Regions from separate parts of the Zea mays genome. Here all the other regions are linked to region 1. Evidence: chromatin contacts called from public Hi-C data. All regions are on one chromosome and are shown on one strand. Each heading gives the region's core, a stretch centred on a gene start, on an enhancer-like site or on the middle of the called end of the contact. The rest is flanking DNA. Distances are from core to core; before and after follow the strand shown.

The links. Hi-C and Micro-C count contacts between places; a contact is called where the count stands out from the background.
Region 2: a Hi-C map of ear shows a contact between it and region 1, with 2.7 times the contacts expected there. The contact joins the promoter of LOC100193603 here to the promoter of LOC100191894 in region 1. A contact is called at or near these places in 3 of 25 Hi-C or Micro-C datasets (ear, leaf and tassel).
Region 3: a Hi-C map of tassel shows a contact between it and region 1, with 4 times the contacts expected there. The contact joins the promoter of LOC100276818 here to the promoter of LOC100191894 in region 1. A contact is called at or near these places in 2 of 25 Hi-C or Micro-C datasets (ear and tassel).

What each region holds. Positions count from the first base shown.
Region 1 is chr10:26,252,614-26,255,820 of Zm-B73-REFERENCE-NAM-5.0, reverse strand. It overlaps LOC100191894 (shikimate dehydrogenase 1), which reads right to left and starts at 1,377. Exons shown (of 10, transcript NM_001137318.1): 1 at 1,085-1,377; 2 at 730-835. The coding sequence starts at 1,335.
Region 2 is chr10:26,428,827-26,432,416 of Zm-B73-REFERENCE-NAM-5.0, reverse strand. It overlaps LOC100193603 (Mitochondrial substrate carrier family protein), which reads right to left and starts at 2,117. Exons shown (of 5, transcript NM_001138706.1): 1 at 1,794-2,117. The coding sequence starts at 1,908. TRNAP-AGG (transfer RNA proline (anticodon AGG)) reads left to right here and starts at 2,315; the gene lies at 2,315-2,386.
Region 3 is chr10:26,483,188-26,486,555 of Zm-B73-REFERENCE-NAM-5.0, reverse strand. It overlaps LOC100276818, which reads right to left and starts at 1,970. Exons shown (of 6, transcript NM_001150527.1): 1 at 1,689-1,970; 2 at 1,050-1,270; 3 at 662-765. The coding sequence starts at 1,798.

The DNA of each region.
Region 1 (3,207 bases), core at 128-2,627:
GTGATCAACTCCAGACTCACCCTCACTAATTTAAAGGACAGGGCTAATTGACACTACCAGTACATAAATAGCGAGCTTCTTTTACTAATATTGTAGTACATATTTTATATCATTACTTTTTTTCAAGTAGTTATCATGGTTATGAGAAGAATATTATTGTAAATGATACATGATAACTAATCAAGCTTCACAATTGATCGGCTCTGACAAGGATCCAAATCAGTGGCAGTGTCACTTAGGGTGTCTCCAACAGTATGAGCTAGCACTAGATCTAATTTCTAAGCTGATAAATATGGAGGGCAAAGAGACCACAGCAAGCAACCTTCAAAATCACGCTGTGAGAAATGGATACATCGTGAAATGTGCAAGATTATGTCTTGAGTCCGTGCTAGTCTCTTGCTTTTCTGCACTATGCACTATTCAGTGATTAAAAAATTGATTCCCTGAGCTAGATCATTGGAGACGCCCTTACTGTTGAAAGTTGCAAGAATATCAAATTCTCACATACTTAATGAACTAGTATTGCACTACATCCAGATTACAAGATTATATTCATCGACACTGAGCCACGAAGAAGGTCTTGTCTCGGTTTATCTTTTCCTTCGACCCTACTCAAGTGAGAGCCTATAGCCTTGGGTTTATCCTTAGAGGCTTAGACAATAAGCCACAAAGAACAGCAGTGCAATAAAATATTGACTTGATGAAGTGAAAAATAGGGAAGGACCCAACCTTAAGCTCGACATCCACATATTCAGCTCCCAGCTCCATTGCCAATAGCAGAGCCTCAAACCGTGATTCGTCATCGCCTTCGTATTCGCCTCCTTCCCACTTGGGCCTGTGCAACAAAAATCAAGCAACAGTCACTTAGCTTAGTAACACTAACAGTTTAAATGTTGATACCAAAACTAGCCCCCATTTTGCTCCACTGAATTATGCTAAACATCTAAACTAAACCTCTGGAATTGCCTATCGAATCTGGAACCGGAATGCGCCAAAAAGGTGTCTCCGAGAAGGAAGAACCTAATCCCCCGCACGCCCACCAACCCTGTGGCAGGGAAACCAGGCGCTGACGAAACGAACTCACCTGTAGGTGACGAGGGCGGGGAGCGGGCGGGGCTTGGCGAGGATGACGGGCAGGTCCCTGCGCGGCGCGAACCCGGCGAGGCAGTCGAGGCGAAGCTCCGCCACGTCAGCGCCGAGCGCGGCGGCGGCGGCCAGCTCCGCCGCCATCTCCCGCGGCGCCCGCGCCGTCGCCGGCACGCAGACCATCGTCCGCGGCCGCGTGACCGCCGCGGCGGGCGGGGACACCGCCGAAACTGACATCGCCGTCGCCATCGGGGAAAGCCGGCGGCTTTGCGTCGGGTTGGTGCCTTGGTGGGAGGAAGAGTGGAGGTTTTGGTTGGTGGTAGTACTGGTGGAGGTGGACTATCGTTCGCACTGCTGGGCGGCGGAATACGACGTGGCCCGTCTTGACTGGTTTGGGTTGTAGGTGCACGGAACACATGGGCACGGCGTCGAAATGCGCGATGAAATGGTCAAAAAGATCCTAAATTCTGCGATGAAACCGAAGTGGTTCGTCAATTTCTCGGAGGAATTACCCAGAAGTAAAAAAAAAATGTCTGTTCTTTAGCAGCGCAGCAACTTGCAAAATCTTTGACAACATTTTGTTTATACGGCTAAAATGCAAAATCTTTGACAACATTTTTGTTCTGTGTTTGTCAGTTAGAATAAAGTCATTCTATTTTTGTTTGATTTTAGAGTAGAGTAAAATGGAGTGGTTTAATTCTATGTTTGGTTCTATATTGAAATAGAATGTGACGACTCTATGTGTTTAGTTGATGAGTGCAACTAGATAATTTTCTAACATCATACATTCATACAACCATTTATTATATCTTAAAATGACAATTATAAATAAAGATTATGAGATGTATAAACATGACGCATCTATACAACCATCAGAGTTAATCGCAGAAGGGGCATAGAAAAGGACCAAGAATTGGGCAGAGTGCTGGTTTGCTCGACCAAGAAATTTGTATTCTAAATGAGCTAATCGCAGAAGGAATACATATGGAGGTCTGCTCTGTCGGTGCCACCAAATCACCAAAGGACGAAAAAGAACGGGGCCATGAGCCCATGCGAAGACACAACGGCTCTTTTGTTTCAGCTTTTTTTTAACTTGTGTCAACTAGAATCTACTACGGACAGTCAAATACTCAGATTTTCAGCACTGTTTTATAAGAATCGATTCGATAAAAATCATTTAAAGTTAACGTGAACAGAGAATTTATCAAATCGTTGCACTTTCAAGACCCTGAGCCTTATGAACATCTTTATCTTTTTTCGCACGTAATCCTCACAATACTTAGATTCTTCCCATAGCTACATTCTCCTCATAGCTAGATTGTCAAAAAAGCTGATCAGAAAAAAACTAAACCTAATAGGGCCAACATCTCCTGGTGGTTTGCTCAGCAAGGAAAATAGCCTCGATTTCGTTTCTCTCCGTGATTTGCTCGCCAAAGGAAAAAAGCTGCTCCAGGAATATTCTGCTTTTGAAAAAGACAAAATACTGCTCTCCTTAGTGGATAGGCTGAAAACCAGCGAAGCCAAGCTTAACGCACAAGCCAAAGCTTACAAAGCCGAGGTTGAAGATTTTAAAAAAAAGCTTGCCGAAATGAATGAAAATTTTGAACTTGCGAAGGCTAAGCAAGAAATAAGTGAAATGGAAAGAGTCAGAGTGCAGAAGAACATTGAAGAACTTCGGGATTCCAAGGAAAAATGCTACGAAGTATCCATGAAATGCACGAAGAAACTGAAAGATAGCTTTGCAAACGTGGGAGCTTATTCTTCGGAGCAGAAATTTATTCGTGGTGATCCCGAAGGTGTTGTCCAGTGGATAGGCGAAGAGGCTGAAGCTTTTGATGAGATACTTAGCGATTGTGGGGATTTTTGTGCTTTTGCCGGTGCCCGAGGGGCCGCGGCAATTTTAGAAAAAGCCGGTGTGAACATGTTAAGGTCGTAGCCCAGGTAGAATCCATTCTCTCAGTTGATGACACTAGAGACCCTTCGACTGAGGCCTCTACATTGGGCGGTAAATTCTACTTCGATGTGTGGATGAAGGGTGGTCGTGAGATGACTGATGAAGCCATTAAAAAGAACGAGAAAGAATCTCACGACGCCCGAGAAGAAGTTAAGCAAGCTGAAGAA
Region 2 (3,590 bases), core at 868-3,367, 180 kb before region 1:
GAACCTCTATGAGGGCATCTCCGTTATCGTTGTTGTGACCACTCCTAGGTATCATCACACACCAGACTACACCATGGGATCCCGGTGGTTGTACACATGCAACTCGATCAGATGGTGCCCTTCTAAGCATCACGTCTGTAGGGGAACATCGACATCTGCAACCATGGCCACCAGCACAGTCCAAGGACGAGCAGTCGTGGAAGGTGGAGTAGTGTTATGGCAAGTGCATTGCCAGACATATTAGATTAGTTTAGTTTGTTAGAATAGAGATAAGTTAGATTAATTTGGTTAGGATAAGAATCACTTACTTAGGGGTCAAGTAAGAGATAAAGATCGCTTGCTTAGGGTTCAAGTAAACCTTTCTATATAAAGAGAGGAGATGTATCAATCTAACCAACCAAGAATTAAGATTTAAGAAGGAACCCCTTCCCTCTTGTTCGGCCATGGGCAAAGCCCTCGGGCGGCCTACTTGCACTCACTGAACACTAGCCACCACCATAACAACATAACACCTAGGGTGAAGTCTAGTAGACCAAAACGTCTAGTGTCTGGGCTCCTCTTATTGCTAAGCCTATGTACTTGATTCTTAGTACTGGTACTAGTTACCAAATATCCTGTAAAATCATAGAATAGGAAATTCGAATTCAATAACCTGCTCTTTTAGGATAAAGACCGTGAATATTTCCAATTCACCATCATTACTCAAAATTGTGAATTCAATATAACATTCTCCTCATCCATATGTGGTGTTGGTTTTTTGCGCACAACTGTTATATACTGCAGGCCAGATAAGCAGCTATTTGTCGCCTTCTTGAAGGGGGGGGGGGGGGGGGGGGGGGTCAGCCTGTATTAAATGTTTTAAGTGGCTGAAACTAGTGGTGTATTAAACCTAGCATGTTCTACGGGAAGGGAAAAGCATCAAGAACTATCGTAATAATGATATGCTTCACAAAGAAACAAAACTATTCCTTACCCATGGGTACTCTTTCGCCACTGCCTGTAGGTATACCTGAACTATAACTGGCTTCTACTGCTTCTACAATGTTTTTGTCTCAATGGATTTTAGCTGTAGCAACCCAAATAACTGGCTTTAATCCGAAACGAATAGTCCAAATAGTACAAATTAAAGTCAAACAAACGGACACCTAGTCTAGTTTTGTAGGCACATTTTCGCACAATTAATTAGTATATGCTGCTACACTATAACGTCGGACCCATCTCAATTCTCAACTAGCATTTCCCTAGGACCGTTTGGATCCCTTCGAACCCATCTCAATTCTCAACTAGCATTTCCCTAGGGGCCGTTTGGTTTTAAAGGAATTAGAATTTATTTAATATAGTAAAGTTATTTGGTTTGGAATTTGATATTCTATCATTTTCTAAAGTTAAATAAGACTATCCAAAAAATTAGGGTGAGGTGGTGGAAATTGATTTTATATATCACTATTCTATGTTTCTAAGCTGTAACTTATAACGCACTCTTCGGCTCGCTTATCTCAAGTAGAAAAGTAGAAATGTAGTACAAATATATTATGTATAAAACTAAATTAGTTTAATTAATTATTAGAACGGAATTCAATTCCAAGGATGCAAACACGGCCTAAGCAGAGAATTCAGAGGGGAGAATTTCTGACTGGCGGAACTAAAACAAAATCAAGAATTAGCACCCGAATGCCGAATCATACATGCGTATTTCCTTGATGTCCTTCCCCAACCGAAACCCGAGGCAGTTCAAGAATATCAAATTACCCAAAATAACAAGCAACAGATGAGAAGAAGAGCAGCTAGCTGACCGAACGGATGGGTCACGGCGGTGGCGGCGGCGACGGCGGCGCCGCTGGTGCCGAAGTGGTACAGCGCGTACCGCCCCGGCAGCGGCTGTCGTGCTTCTCCGTACCGCGGCTGCATCGGGGTTCCCTCCCAAGTTCAGATCCACTTGAAAAGAAAAGGGCGGGCAAGCGAATCTCGGGAGGATTCCTGGATTGAGAATTCGATGGGAGGAGTGAAAAAAATGCCAAAGAGCAGGAGCAGGAAAGAATGGTGAAGCAATCGAATGAGTAGACCAAGAAGGCTCGGCCGGAGGATGATTCTGGAGAGACCAAAGAGCAAGAAATGCGATTCCAGCTCCAGTCACCAGTTCACCACCCTATTGCTCCGTAATAACTGGAGCGGAAGGAATTTTCACGTGCTAGGTACCGATTGCGTCATTCGCAATCTCAACGTGCTTAAAGAATCGTGTATGCCCTTCCATATTCATTCAGTCACGATACAATTTATACTATACTATTTTATGTTATTATTGTCTATCATCACAGGGCATTTGGTCTAGTGGTATGATTCTCGCTTAGGGTGCGAGAGGTCCCGAGTTCAATTCTCGGAATGCCCCTTTTTTTAATTCCATTTTTTTCGTTCGCGGCCAGCAACAAAGCTCTACAGCAGTTCAGTATACTCTTGCATTTTCCCCCCGGTGCAGCCAGGCAGCCAGCGGTATCCGTCATTGCCATCCGCCCATCCCCATCCATAATCCATCTCTATTTCGCAAGAGGGAAAAAAACTTGAGATGGAATCTAATTTGATCCATTACTGCAAAGCGTAACGTGATAGGCTGCATCACAATTTCGTACAACATAGCATGGCATGTCTGCAACGGTTCGAATACTAAATCTTGAGTAGGGATGTCAATGATCTCTAAATTTTATATTATAATATTTAAGGATCAGATCAAGCCTCTATTTCTATTTATTTTTAAACTAGATTTTATTTAGTGTCTTAAGAAATTGTGAAAAAATATTTAGATCATCATCCATTGCCACCCCTAGTCTTGAGAAATATAGTTGTTCCACCACTAAAGAAAACTGTGAACAAACAGACTAATTGGCTTCATCAAATCTCATTTAGACCTGAGCAAGGTTTACCAAACCGTTGGAGCCTAAAAAACCGCCCCCTCCGGTTTCGGTAAACCGCCGGTAAAACCGTCCGGTTTGCCCAAACAAAATCAAACATAGTTTCGTGGCGGTTTACCGATAGAAAACCGGCGATAAACCGCCCGAAACCGTTGATTTTCCAAGAAAATGCAATGGTTTTCGCTGTTTTTTTACAGAAAAAGAAAAACTTTAACAATATTTATTTGTTATTTACTCAATTCACATTACACAGTAAATATTAATTGATCCACGCGATATATGTTCACCAAAATAACATACAACATACATATTCAACCACAAACTTCAGTTCTCACGCAACAAACAACCAACGAACCTTGCAATACTCAAATACAAGTTTTTTATAGCTCTCCAACGAGACAACAACACATAGGTCGACTTATTTTACAATACTCACATGTTCAACTCGACTCATAGCGATAGTATACAAGCATGTTGAAAGGATCGTGATATGGTTCCAATCTGTCATAGTGATAGTTCTATACAAAAGATATGAGATACGTTAGCGAGAAAACAAGAACAACAAATAAATACTTATCCACGAAGCAAAAATAACATATCGGTGCAGCGGGAACTTGTCCATACCCATACTATGGTCCTGGTGGATACCTATTTGACAAATTTGAATATGGCGGTGGAGGGGTCCAT
Region 3 (3,368 bases), core at 721-3,220, 230 kb before region 1:
GTCTGAAGAACATCACAAAAAAATTGATGTGCAAACAGAAGTATCGGAAAGTTCTGTATAAAAAATCAAGCTTCACAGGAGTTTCAAGTTGTCCTGGCTTTCGACGCTTGTAAAAAAATCATCTGTTAGCTCCAAATTGTTTCCCCAAATGGTCAACTTTTTTTTAGAAGAGACCGAGGCCCCATTTGGCATGCCTCCTATCAGCTTTGGCTCCTAGCTATAATGCAGTTCTCAGGAGAAGTGTTTTTTACTCCTGCTACAATAAACTGGGAGACAATGAAAGCTAGAGCCATGCCAAACGAGCCTGAAATTGGTCCTAATATTGTCAAAACCTTCAAAGCTGTACTGTAATAAAAGATAAGAAACAAGTCATGGCTGTCCATCTACAACAAATAGGCAAACTTGAGGGATCATAGTTTAAAACATTATTTTTAAAGAGTACATGCTTGTGAGTTCTGATCCATTCTTTGTTCCCACTTCCAAGGATATTTCTTTCACTGAATACAATTTATGAGACAGAGAAAAGAGGACATTGATATACGAAAACTAAATTACTGAAAGAAACTAGAGAACCTTCAAATCAAATATAAACTAATAGAAAAAAGGTGAAGTCCCAAACCATCACATAAAAAATATCATTCTTTTTCTCAATATAACTTACCCATTTGAATTTGAACTTAATATCTTCAGACATAATTGCCACTGAGAAAACCCCTAATACAATGGCATGAATTGACTCCTTCCCAATCATTTCAACCATCCCTTCTGAAGTTAGCAAACAATTAAACATCAGACTATGCATTTCAAATCAGTACCAGGCCAGGTTATTACTTCATTCCACAAGATATGATGGCAGATCAGTCACTAGCAAAAGCACTGATAGAATTTGTAATGGCAGTATAGAAAGCTTCAATAATGTAGTATCCCCAAGTACTAGTAACATGCTTATTTGCTGGCATGAGCTGATACTGAACGCAGTCAATCAGGTCTACTGTCTACAGAAATACTACAACCATTAGTGCTCAAATTGACAAAACAAACCAACTTACCCAGGATCATGTCCGGCTGGGGAGAGAACAGCAGCAGGGTGGCATGCACTTGGACGCTGAAATATGGCACCAAGCCATTCATGATTTTGCCATAAGAAACGGGTTCAGCAATTTGATCATTACGGTCACTCCTTTCATATATGGGTTTGCCCTCTTTGTCTTTGCCAATAAGGAATGAAACTTCATGCATCAGCAACACGCCATCAAAACGGTCCACATACCTGATATGAATTGGCACCATACATATTTGCTCAAACAATAATCAAACTAGCTACAGAAAGCTTCATGGCAGCTCGAAAGTGGCATGAAATTTTGGCCAAACAATAATCAAACTTGCTACAGAAAGCTTGCGACAGCTCGAAAGTGGCCATAAGAATGTGACGAAGAATCAACCAAGGGTCCTATAGCCTCATGCATAATCTCTCCGGGGACTGGACACCTAACGATTTGCTCGGAACTCAAGCCTTATAGCGGCTAAAAGGCGACGCTACCCACTCCCACATCCCCAACCATCCCATATTTCGCGTCTTCCTGCGATTCGAACCCGGATGCGTATGAAAACGGTAGGTCAAGGAACACGAACTTTGCAAAACGCATAGGGAGGAGATGCACGGAGATAGGGAAGGGGAGCGGACGCACGTGAAGAGAAGCGCGCTAAGCTGGCGGGATACGGCGTGCCGGACGCGCTTGGCGTTGGAGGGGTGCACGTACACCGTGAGCTCCGCCTCCGCTTTCCGGAGGGCCTCCATTGCGGGCGGCGGCTGCCGGCGAGCTGAACTCAGAGGCAGAGGCGACACGACAGGGCGCGAGGATGCTGCCTGCCTGGACCCGCTCGGTGTTGGAGGAAGGAGGATACGGCGGCTACCGTCCCGCTCGCGGGAAAGCTAGGGCGGCGGCGAAGGAGCTCAGTGTGGGGAAGCTAGGGCGGCCGTGAAAGGGAAGCCAGGGCTTTTCGAACCCAATGGCTCCGGCCCACAGAATCGACGAGGCCTGTTTTTTTTTCCTGGCTCGGGGGGCCAGTCAGGCCGAGGGGCTGCAACTTGCCTCCACGCCTTCTTGAGCCACGCTGTGGAATCCACGCACTAATTCTAAACAATGTTTAGAAAATAACACTTATTTTTAAGCAATTTAGAAACGGTACCAATTTCATTAACGGGGCGTTTGGATCCCTTCATTTTAGAGGAATTGGAATTCACTCAATAAAGTAACTTATTTAGTTTGGAATTTAACATTCCACCACTTTTCAAAGTTCAGATATAAACCTATCTCAAATTCATGGGTGGAGGGTGGGAAATGATTTTATGCATTAGTAGAATTTGTTTCTACTCTGTAACTTATATGACACTCTTCGTCTCACTCCTCTATAGTAAAAATGTAGCACATAAATATCTCCGACATCTTGCTAATAATAGTATATAAATATATTTTGCATAAAACCGAATTAGCTTAATTGATATATGTCTAAATTATTATTATTATAATGAAATTCAATTCCAATGATCCAAACGGGGCGTAAATAAATTTAGAAAACAACACTTTATCTATATTTTTGATTAGTTTATTTCTCGTCTCACAAGAAAATGGACTAAATTGACCATATCATTTCGTAGCCTTATTTTTTTATCTATTTTATCCACAAGAACAACATAAATACATACAAATATATGAGCTATAGTTTTATATTCGTAAGCATAGTGTTCAACATACAAATAAACATATATTTTCTATAAATAAAGAAGTCTAGATTTAACCATCGAACTTCAAAATTATAATTTGAGATGGAGGGAGTAGTTTTTAAAGAATACACAATTTTTTAAATAAGACGAGCGACTTAAGTTTTTTCAAAAAAACAATCACATCAAATAAAAAGGAACAAAAGAAGTATAATGGAAGACCTTTTAGTGAGCTAAGTTTGTCAATTTTAATAGTTCAATGCTAAAGATAACTGGGTTTGAAGTTCAATAGTTTAATCTAGACTTCTTCCTCAATAAAACAATATGTGCCTATTTGTATTTTTAACACTATAAAATAAAATAGAACTAGTATATTTTATCTATTTAATTTTTTATGGACAGAGGGCTATGAAACAAATAGGGGTAATTTGGTCCAATTGTATGCGGTCCATTTGTATGCAAAATATAGATGAAGTATTTTTTCTGAATTAATTTGGTGAAACAAGTGATGTTCTATGAATTGCTTGAAAACAGATGCTATTTTTTAAACGCCGTCTCAAATAAGTGCTATTTCGTGGATTCTCGTGAGCCAGGCTAGCATCCTGCAACATTGTTTGCTTGAGCCAAATACAATGGGCGTGATTGG